Linked DNA regions of Sus scrofa: region 1 is linked to region 2. A link is a contact called in public Hi-C data. All regions are on one chromosome and are shown on one strand. Each heading gives the region's core, a stretch centred on a gene start, on an enhancer-like site or on the middle of the called end of the contact. The rest is flanking DNA. Distances are from core to core; before and after follow the strand shown.

The links. Hi-C and Micro-C count contacts between places; a contact is called where the count stands out from the background.
Region 1: a Hi-C map of alveolar macrophages shows a contact between it and region 2, with 4 times the contacts expected there. The contact joins two enhancer-like sites. A contact is called at or near these places in 3 of 5 promoter capture datasets (fetal liver, fetal skeletal muscle and liver), 18 of 47 Hi-C or Micro-C datasets (alveolar macrophages, brain, embryonic fibroblasts and 13 more) and 2 of 2 datasets of contacts at active chromatin or transcription factors (alveolar macrophages and skeletal muscle).

What each region holds. Positions count from the first base shown.
Region 1 is chr6:34,616,013-34,621,015 of Sscrofa11.1, reverse strand. PAPD5 (non-canonical poly(A) RNA polymerase PAPD5) reads left to right here. Exons shown (of 12, transcript XM_021094215.1): 3 at 1,355-1,401; 4 at 3,279-3,399. Among named protein-coding and RNA genes, the nearest start is that of ADCY7, 32 kb to the right of the region's middle. Within about 2 kb of position 3,010, at least 8 of the 83 cell types and tissues checked have an H3K27ac peak or open chromatin away from gene starts, as enhancers often do. A contact at or near this core is called in alveolar macrophages, where this site is marked.
Region 2 is chr6:34,180,045-34,185,129 of Sscrofa11.1, reverse strand. SNX20 (sorting nexin-20) reads right to left here. Exons shown (of 5, transcript XM_021094194.1): 3 at 2,004-2,133; 4 at 768-919. The coding sequence starts at 2,124. Among named protein-coding and RNA genes, the nearest start is that of SNX20, 5.8 kb to the right of the region's middle. Within about 2 kb of position 1,504, at least 4 of the 83 cell types and tissues checked have an H3K27ac peak or open chromatin away from gene starts, as enhancers often do. A contact at or near this core is called in alveolar macrophages, where this site is marked.

The DNA of each region.
Region 1 (5,003 bases), core at 1,761-4,260, 430 kb before region 2:
TTTTTTTAACGGCCCTACTTGTGGCATGTGGAAGTGCCCAGGCTAGAGGTCGAATCAGAGCTGCAGCTGCAGGCCTACACCACAGCCACAGCAATGCCAGATTCAAGCTGCACCTGCGACCTGTCACCGCTTGCAGCAACACCAGCTCCTCAATCCACTGAGTGAGGCCAGGGATTGAACCCGCATCCTCACAGATACAGTGTCAGATCCTTAACCTGCTGAGCCTCAGTGGGAACTCCCTTGTGGTTCTTATTGTTGACATTTATTTTTAGGGCTCCTCTGAGGGTCTGTTCTATAATTTCATGCATTCAGAGAAGTAACTTACTAGACCATTCCATTGCATTATATGGCTCTTCTTTAGACTCTCTCATGGGGCGGTGAAGCCAAAGCCAAGGAAGTTTTTTTTGGTACAGTTGGCAACACAGAGAAGCTTCAAATATACAGGGAAGAGGGGAGGACACTAATATTTTCTTGAGCAGCTACTGTATGCCATATTGTTTCTCCTGTGTGATCTAGATCAGTGGCTTTCAACCGGAGACAGGTTTCTCCCTGGGTGGCATTTGGCAGTTGTCAGAAACGCTTTTTTGAGTATGGTGACTGGAGAGGTGCTCTTGGCACGTAGTGATTAGAGGCCATGGCAGTTGCTAAACATCTCACAGAGCAGAGGACAGCCCCTCACAACAAAGAATGATCTGCCCCAGATGTGAGCAGTGCTGAAGTTTGGAAACCCTGATCTAAATCAGTCCTCTGCCTTCTGAGGTGGGGGATTTTCTCCACCATTTTTGAGGAACACGAGGCTGTGATTATTTTCCTGGGTCCATCTCATCTCAAAGGTTGAGCTTTTTTCATTGTTCATCCTTTGTTGCAATGACTTGCATACACATACTGGCCTGTTCTCTGTGGGTTGAGAAAGCCTGTGTCCTGGTTTTATGTAACAGCATAAATAAAGCTGTGTTCTCTGTGGGGAGGAGTGGGAGGGCCTGCAGGCCGGCACTTGCCCTGTAGTCGAAGGAGTCCGACCCTAATTTAGTCGTCGGTGAGAAGACTCCTGCTTAGAGAACCAATGTTAAGGATTGTGTCTGTCGATTATAAAGGAACGTTAGTGACCTGAAAATTACTTTAGGAAGTTTCTCTTTTAGCCTGCATGTTTGATATTTGGACCTAATAAGTTTAAACTGTATTCCAAATGTCTGCCTGTGAGACACAGGATCCTGCTTCATGAAAGCATGGTGCTAGAAAAAATGCTCTTGTAGTACTAAGAACTACCAGTAGAGGGTAGCAAAATCTCACATTTCTCCAGAGTTCGGTGGCTTTTTCCTCTGATATTATAATATAATAATTTTTTCTATTTCAGGTCCAGATATTTGGAAGTTTTAAAACTGGCCTCTATTTACCTACTAGGTTAGTACCTCTATGAAGCTTTTAAAAGATTATGCATTTTTCTATAGCGCATTTGTTTTGACTGTTGAAGGGGTAAGAGTAGAAACAAAACAGATTTATGAAACTAAAAGTCACTTACCTATATTTTATTTGAATTACCTTGAGGTAAAATATTACTGCAAAGAACTGTTCACCCCCATAACTTAACTCACTAACACAGATGGTAATGCAGTCTTATGGTAAAACACCTGATGATGCTGCAGAGTTTTGTATATTCTGGAATGCTAGGTCTCTCACTTTTGAGGTGTAGTTAATTTACAATGCTTACAATGTTGTATTAGTTTCAAGTGTACAAAGTACTCATATATGTATATGTATATAAATATATATACATTTAGATACTCATTCTTTTTCAGAGGCTTTTCTGTTAGAGGGTATTACAGGATGATGAGGGTTGTTCTCAGTGCTCTGCAGTAGGACCTGTTTTGTAGATAGGAGTGTGTATCTCATTTTTATGAAGAGCTCATACTCCTAGCTCCTGTCCCAGCATTCTGACCCAGAAATTCAGGGTACAGACTTCTCTCTCAGGAAAGTCTCTGTCTTTTCAGGCTTCTTGTTTATTTTCATCTTCTCAAATGAGGACTGTTTTGACCCATAGCTGGGGGTGGGGGTGGTGTGTATGTGTCGGGGGTGCTTTTGGAGGGGTGAGTACCAGTTCTCTAAGAATTGAAATGCTCTTGTCTTTACGAAGCAAAAACATTTCATCATGTTTTGCTTTTGTTTTTATCACGGTAAAAGCACCCAGCATGAGACTTACCCTCTTCACAAATGTTTAGGTGCACAGTGCAGTATGATTTAGTGTAGGCATCCATTGTGGGTTTTTTTTTTTTTTTCCTTTTTAGGGCCACACCCATGCACATGGAAGTTCCCAGGCCAGGGGTTGAATTGGAGCTACAGTTGCCAGCCTATACCAGAGCCACAGCACCTTGGGATCTGAGCCTCGCCTGCGACCTACACCACAGCTCAAGGCAACACCAGACCCTGATCCACTGAGCAAGGCCAGAGAACCCACATCCTCATGGATACTAGTTGGATTCGTTTCCGCTGTGCCACAACGGGAACTTCCCATGGTGTTTTTCATCCACTTAAAATTATGTGTTAAGTGGATGGATCCTAGCAGTTTCCATTCTTCCCTTTGCTCTCCTAGGCCTAAAAAAGCCAGAAAATATTCCACTTTGAGTTTTCTTTATTTAGGTTCTGAACTTCAGGAAAACTGTGAGTCATCTTTCTAAAAATTTAGTAAAATTTTATGAATAGGTAGTACATTCATCTAGTTCATATTTGAAAAGGGCACAAAAATAATGACAAAGAAAAGTCTAGATACCACCTCTGTCCCCCAGTTTCTCTCCTTGGAGGAGCCAGTGTTAGCAGTTCTTTGCATATCCTTCCAGAAATATTCTGTGCATATAAAAGGAAATATGTGCTTCTTCCTTTTTTACACAAATGGTGGCACACTAGATATACTGCCTGCATCTTGTTTTTTATCCGTAGTAATCTAAGTCACAGTTACTCAGTTAACCTCATTCACCCAGAAGGTCTTAAGGTTTTCAGTACCAGAAGCCTTTAGGAACAGGAAACACTCAGTGGTGTTTTTGAGGTTTTACTTCTCTCAGAGTCACCCTGGGCAGTGACTTGGAGAAGGAGGAGGTTGTTAAAATCACCAGCCTTTTTCACTTCCTCTCTAAAAAACAGTCCTCACCAACAGTTTTGGTCTCCATCGGGCAGGGTGAGAAATAGGTTTTCATTGGCCTCACTTGCAGTCTGTAGCTTGAAGGTAAGTTAAAGCAAGTACAGTGTCTTGCTTCTTTAAACAACTCTCGCATGTGCTCTGTGTCCAGTGACATCGATCTCGTGGTGTTTGGGAAGTGGGAGAACCTCCCCCTTTGGACCTTGGAAGAAGCTCTTCGGAAGCATAAGGTTGCAGATGAAGATTCGGTGAAAGTTCTAGACAAAGCAACTGTAAGTCTTCAGCATTTCATCTTAAACTCTCTTGTTTCTTATGCATGAAATTTGTAGAATTAAAATTTAATTTTGGTAAGCACAGATTGTTTTTCCTTTTGTTAATGATCACAGTGCTTTGACATAAAAAGTTATATTTGTGCGACAAATGAATGATCCTGGTTATACATTTCTTGAAAAAAAATATTACACAATTTTATCATACACAATACTCACTGTAGCTTTTTTTTTTTTTTTTAATATGAAGAGTATAAATAGTTCTCACTGTGGCACAACAGGATTGGCAGTGTCTGCAGCGCCAGGATGCAGGTTCGATCCCTGGCCTGGCACAGTGGGTTAAAGGATCCAGCATTGCTGCAGCTGTGGCATGGGTCACAAGTGTAGCTTGAATCTGGTCTCTGGCCTGGGAACTCCATGTGCCATGGGGTGGCCAAAAAAAAAAAAAAAAAGTGACCATCTAATAGAAAGTTTATAGTTACGCAGAAGATAACTATAGATGTTACTTTTCTATTCTGTCATATTTTGTGTCCTTGAAAAATTGAGTGTAATTGAAATTTTGTAAATCAAGTTATATTTTAACTAATGGAATGGACATTAAAGAATTTTTCTGGAAAGAGTTCCCTCGTGGCTCAGTGGGTTAAGGATGCAGCATTGTCACTGCTGTGGCTTTGGTTACAGCTGTGACGTGGGTTTCATCCCTGCCTAAGAACGTCCACATGCCATGGTGCGGCCAAAAAAAAAAAAAGAATTTTCACAGAAGCTTATTTTGGAAATAATGTATCTTTTAAAAGTTTGGATTTTTTTTTTTTTTTTTTTTGGTCTTTTTAGGGCTGCACCTGTGGCATATGGAGGTTCCCAGGCTAGGGGTCCCATCAGAGCTGTAGCTGCTGGCCTACACCACAGTTCACGGCAGTGCCCGATCCTCAACCCATTAAGCGAGTCCAGGGATTGAACCAGGGTCCTCGTGGATGCTCATTTGTTAACCACCGAGCCACAATGGGAACACCTGGATTTTTGCTTACTAGGTTTTATGAGAGCAAAACAACTTTTTTTTTTTAATTAAAAGAAAGATTTATTAAAAGCTGTTAATTTGGAAACCCAGTTTTATGCACAGTTTGCTGGCCTGAGTTTTCTAATGACTGGTGCAAATAACCTTTTTGTTTGTTTTGAAGAATTCCTGATATTGCGTATAAGCTCTTCTATCATTTTTCATTTAAGAATAATTTTTACATTTTAAGTTCTCTTGTTAGGTTGTTGCTTGGGCCATTTGCAAAAGTGACCAGCAGTGCCAGTGAGTCATTGTGTGCGACTTAATCTGTCGATCAGTTTTCTTACTGGAAACAGTTCATTGCTATCGGCTGACGTTTGTTATTCGTGATCTTCTTGAGTTGGAAACTGTTTTGCAAAGGAGATAACGTTGAGAATGGTTTTTGTTATCTGATTTCAAAATTCTCAATCAGTGGAAATTACAGACTACATTGCGTGAAGTTAAATGCTAAATATGTAACATAAATTATCTAGGATTGTCTGGAAGGCCAAGTCAGCTATGGTACCGAGTGTTGAGAACACTCAGTGTTCTTACATTGTCATGGGAGGTCAGGACC
Region 2 (5,085 bases), core at 255-2,754:
GAGAGCAATCCCGAAGCCCAGCTTTCCACCAGCCATGGTAAGCAGCTAGAATTTAACAACAGCCCTGAGCTCTCCTCGTATTTACTTTTATTTTATTTTATTTTCCTTTAAGGGCCGCCCTCATGGCATATGGAAGTTCCCAGGCTAGGGGTCAAATTGGAGCTGCAGCTGCCAGCCTGCACCACAGCCACAGCAATGCCAGATCCGAGCGGCATCTGTGACCTGTGCTGCAGCTTGAGGCAATGCCAGATCCTTAACCCACTGGGCCAGGCCAAGGATGGACCCTGTATCCTCATGGATACTACTCAGGTTCTTAACCTGCCGAGCCACACCGGGAACTCCAGCATTTACAGTCATAATGACTTTTTCTTATGCCATGTGATATTATTGGTCTTCCATTTATTTCCTCTTGAAATAAATCCACCCGGTGTTTTTTAAAAAGTGACCCGCTTTAAAGAAAAAAAGGTAAATAATAAAAATGACACAAGGACATCAAAAACGATGAAGAAGGGACACCCATGAAAACACTGAGTAATATGGTATTAAACTGGGCTCTTTCCTTCTTGGGATCAAGGACCTTAACACCTCCAATTCTCATGGGGCTGGACGTGAAATCTCACTTCTGGGTCGTTTTCTCTAGAAGAACGCTGTGCGTTAAGGTGTGTCAGTCTATTTCCTGGTCAGAGAGACTGAGGCCCCGCCGGCCGCAGCCTGGGCCGGTAAAGAGGTAGTGAAAGGCTCTCCATTACTTCCCCGCCTCCACTTACCACAAACTTGGAGACTCTCCTCTCCTCGATGCGGGCGGAAGCGATCTCGAAGAGCAGTTTGACGTGCCTCCAGCGGCACTTGCGCGTCCGCCAGTATTCCTGCAGCTCCCGCGTGGTCATGCTGGAGTTGGAGCTCAGGCTGCTATGGGCATCTGCAAGGACCGCACTCTTAAGGACTATCGCGGATCAGTGCGCTTTGGGGTCCAGGGCTGGGGAGGAGGCTGGCTCTTCTGGGACGCGCCATCGGAATCCCGAAGAGCGGTGACTATCCCCCTCCCCCATCCCTCCAGGTAGAAGCCCAGTAGGGCATCTGCCAGTTATGCCCATCCCCACACCCGCCCTGCACCCAACCTGGCTGAATCCGTCCTGCCACTGACAACCTGGAAGGGCCCACTGGCTCCAAATGGCTTCTTGGATGTGAAACGTGCCTCATCCACATCCGGCCCTTGTGAAACGCCAGCGCTCCCGAAGAGCACGGATGTGGCTGGTTGGTTCCCGCCCTCCCTAAGCTCTGCCTCCGTGGTCGTGGATGGACAGGCTGAGCTAACGGGCCAGCGGAGGGTGGCGGGAGCTGTGAGGATGCTGGGCTCCCAGCTCAGCTTGGCGGGCCCCTCCCTCCTCTGGCATCTGGCTTTCCACACCCGCGGCTGTTTCCTGCACTTGCCACTCTGCCTTAAATGCCTGGAAAAGTAATACTGTGTTTCTTACACCTCCCTTGAGCCTTGGGCTGTTCTGAGAATCTTGCGATTCTCAGTAGGTGGCGCTATAGCAGACACTGTCAGTGCCGGGTCCTCCCTAGGCTGCACTGTCCTGGAACATCCCACTGGCTTCCTACCTACCAGGAAGCAACTGCCACTCTCCCCGTGAGGGAGAGCATCCCTCTGCCACTGGAGGAAGGGACAGGAGGACGGCAGCCTGGCCTCGCCTCTGGGATGAGAACTCTGAGGGATGCTCCATACCGTCTCCCAGAGGACCCACGTTGGGACGGAGCCCCAGTGGTTATCTGTGCATGGACAGCCTGTGCTGACTTCCTGTTCTGCTTTGCTTGGTTTCCCACTCTCCTGGCATCGTCTTCCAGACAAACGACTTGCACCAAGTCCTGGTCTCAGTGTCTACTTTGGGATAAGCCAAGCTACACGAGCTGCCCTGTTTCTTGATCCATCGACCTATCCACACTTGTATTTCAGATGTCGGCAAACCTCTAGCCCCCTGCCGAGTCCCAAACATCAAGCTCACCTGAGTGCTCTTCAGGTCCCACGCTTGAGAGTTCTGGGCCCGGTGCTGGTACTTTCGGTTTGGTCCCTGCCATGCACTGGGCTGTGGGTCCCCTCCATCCAGGGCTCCCAGGATGTGCCATGCTCTGAGACTGTCGGGGGACAGGAGAGAACAGTAAGCGCCCACTCGTGATGGGGTTCTTGGGGGAGTCCTAGGGTGCCTAGGCTCTGTCATGGTCCCCGCTGCTGAGCCCTCCTGCTCACCTAGTGGTCTGCCCAACCGCCAGATGCTAAACCTGGGTCTGGTCCTTTGCTGGACAGATCATGCCAAAGCTGAGCAGAACCTTCTCTTGTTGTTAGGATACTTGTATTATCATGTTGCTCTGAATTTTAAAGGATGTGTGATTTTAAGCAAAGGGGTTATTTGGGAGGAAGATGCTGGCTTGTCCAGAAAAATGTGCCAATACTCCATTTTATGTGTTTATGTGTAAATGAAATCTCAGTGTCCAAAGCAGGGAGGCAGGTGTGTATCCTCCCCCACCCCCCATGCTTTATCTTTTTTTGTTTGTTTGTTTGTTTGGTCTTTTTAGGTCCACACTCGCAGCATATGGAAGTTCCCAGGCTATGGGTCAAACTGGAGCTACAGCTGCCGGGCTACGCCACAGTCACAGCAATCCTAGACCCAAGCAGTGTCTGCGACCTACACCACAGCTCACGGCAGCACTGGATCCTTAGCCCACTGAGCAAAGCCAGGGATTGAACCCACGTCCTCTTCACGGCAGCGCTGGATCCTTAGCCCACTGAGCAAAGCCAGGGATTGAACCCACGTCCTCTTGGATACTAGTCGAGTTTGTTACCGCTGAGCCATGACAGGACCTCCCCTCACCCCCACTCCCCGCCAGGCTGTATCTTTAAGCAAACATTTGCAACAACCTGTTATAGCTACTTCACATACATGCAGGCTTTTCACACCCGCTACCTTGTTTAACACCCACAATAATCTATCATGACTCCCAGTAACAGATGAGGAAACTGAGGTTTAGCCTAAGGTCACAGGGCTGGTGCCCATGCCCAGTGAGTAAATCCGAATGCTTGTGACATGGAGGCTACACCTGCCCCCCGCTCAACACCCACTCTCTCACTTAATCCGGATCTGTGTGCAGTAGGAGTTTTCCACCTCCATCTGATAAAAGGAACTGGGACTTTGAGTTGCCCAGGATCAAGAGCTGGTCAATGGTGGGCAGGACACAAAGCCAGGCTGCTCTGGCTTTAGAACTCTCTCGCCCGTATGCAGGGGAGGGCAGGCAGCAGGAGTCCTGGGCTTCAGTTCATGCAAAACTCTGCGACGAGATGGGCTGGAAGGGACTGAATGTCTCGGGGCCTCAGTTTCCTCCCAATGAGGCATAACTTTCACGACCCTGATGGGAGGGTTAAGTCAGGCAGATCATGCAAAGCGTGTCAGCTCAGGGTCCTGCCAGGCACCATATAATTGTCTCTCTTATTAGCATCTGACACATGAGAAGATGCTCTGGGAGACAGCTGAGAAATAAATGACCCTGAATTAAGGTGGACGTTGGATAGCACCTAACATGTCTAAGCCAAATTAGAAAAGGGGGACAATTAAAACATCAGCTCAGATGGAGCGAATAGCTGCGCTACCACTTAGGCACAGAAATTTAAAATAAGAAGAAGGATGCGAATGACCTAACTTTCTTCTCAACGCGCTCTTGCTGGGTTGGGTGAAAAGAACCCTAGTGAATTCTGCAGGGGCGTCTGTGCAGGTGTCCAGCAGGTGGCTCTCAGGGACCCTCCATCCAGCTTCATTCTGTACAGATGGGAAACTGAGGCACAGAGCAGGGCATAGCTGGCCCAGGGCTGCCCATGCTTGAACACGCATTTCTTCTCCTCTTATGGAGGCAGGCCTCTGTCCTGATCAACTATGGGTCTGTAGGCAAGTAATTTAGTAACTCCAGGCCCCGATTTCGCCACCTGAGAGTGTGGACACTATCCTGTTGACAAGATGCTGGACAGGTTCCTATATTCTAGTAGGTGCCCAGGCAGGACAGCAAGTGATCCACACACTATATTTACTTAATGGACTTTTGGTGGCCGAGAATCTTGGGGACTCGCAGTTCCTACAGGTGCTCCTAGGCAGCTGCCTCAGTTAGTTCATCTGTAAAATGGGTGGTGGAGAGTAGAATTAGCCTCAATGGTCCCAGCACTTCCAGCTCTGCTGTCCTCAGGCAGCTGGTGCTAAGTCAGAAGCAGGGCACGTTTTGCCCAGAGACGATGTGAGGCCCCAGGAACGATGCCCTTGGCTGAGCCTTCCAGTAAAGACTGGGGGAAACCTCAGCATGAACTCAAGGTTTGGAATAAAAATCAAAGGCAGGAGTTCCTGTCGTGGCGCAGTGGAAATGAATCCAACTAGGAACCATGAGGTTGCAGGTTCGATCCCTGGCCTTGCTCAGTGGGTTGAGGATCCGGTGTTGTCATGAGCTGTGGTGTAGGTCACAGACGAGGCTTGGATCTGGCATTGCTGTGGCTGTGGTATAGGCTGGCAGCAACAGCTCTGATTGGACCCTAGCCTGGGAACCTCCATATGCTGTGGGTACGGCCCTAAAAAGACAGGAAAAAAAAAAAAATCAAATGCAGCAGCCAAAGCCAGTTCCCTTACATTTTCTCTTATGGGATCGGCTGAGAGTGGGGGTGGCAAGGAGAAAGTTGTCACTGGTGCATCCATGGGGTCTTTAGGACTCAGTTTCCCCATCTGTGAAATGGAGGAAGCAATGCTGTCACCCCCAAAGCTTGTGGGTCCTTCTTTCCCTCTCTACACCACATAGAGCAAAGATTTCTAGACTTGGCAACAAAATATGGCAAGTGTTGGTGTGGTTGACTTGGGGGCCTGTCCTTGGCCCAAGGGACAGCAGCTCCCCAGCCCCTCCACCATCCAGCTCTGAGAACAGTCATCCTGCTTCCTCCTCCAGGCACCCTGAGCACGGCATCTCCCTCTAAGGGCTGCCTTCCTCATCCAGCCTTCTGATGGGCACACCGGGTCTCCTTCAGAGCCCAAGCTTCCTTTCTGAGGGGCTGCAGGGAACTTTCCA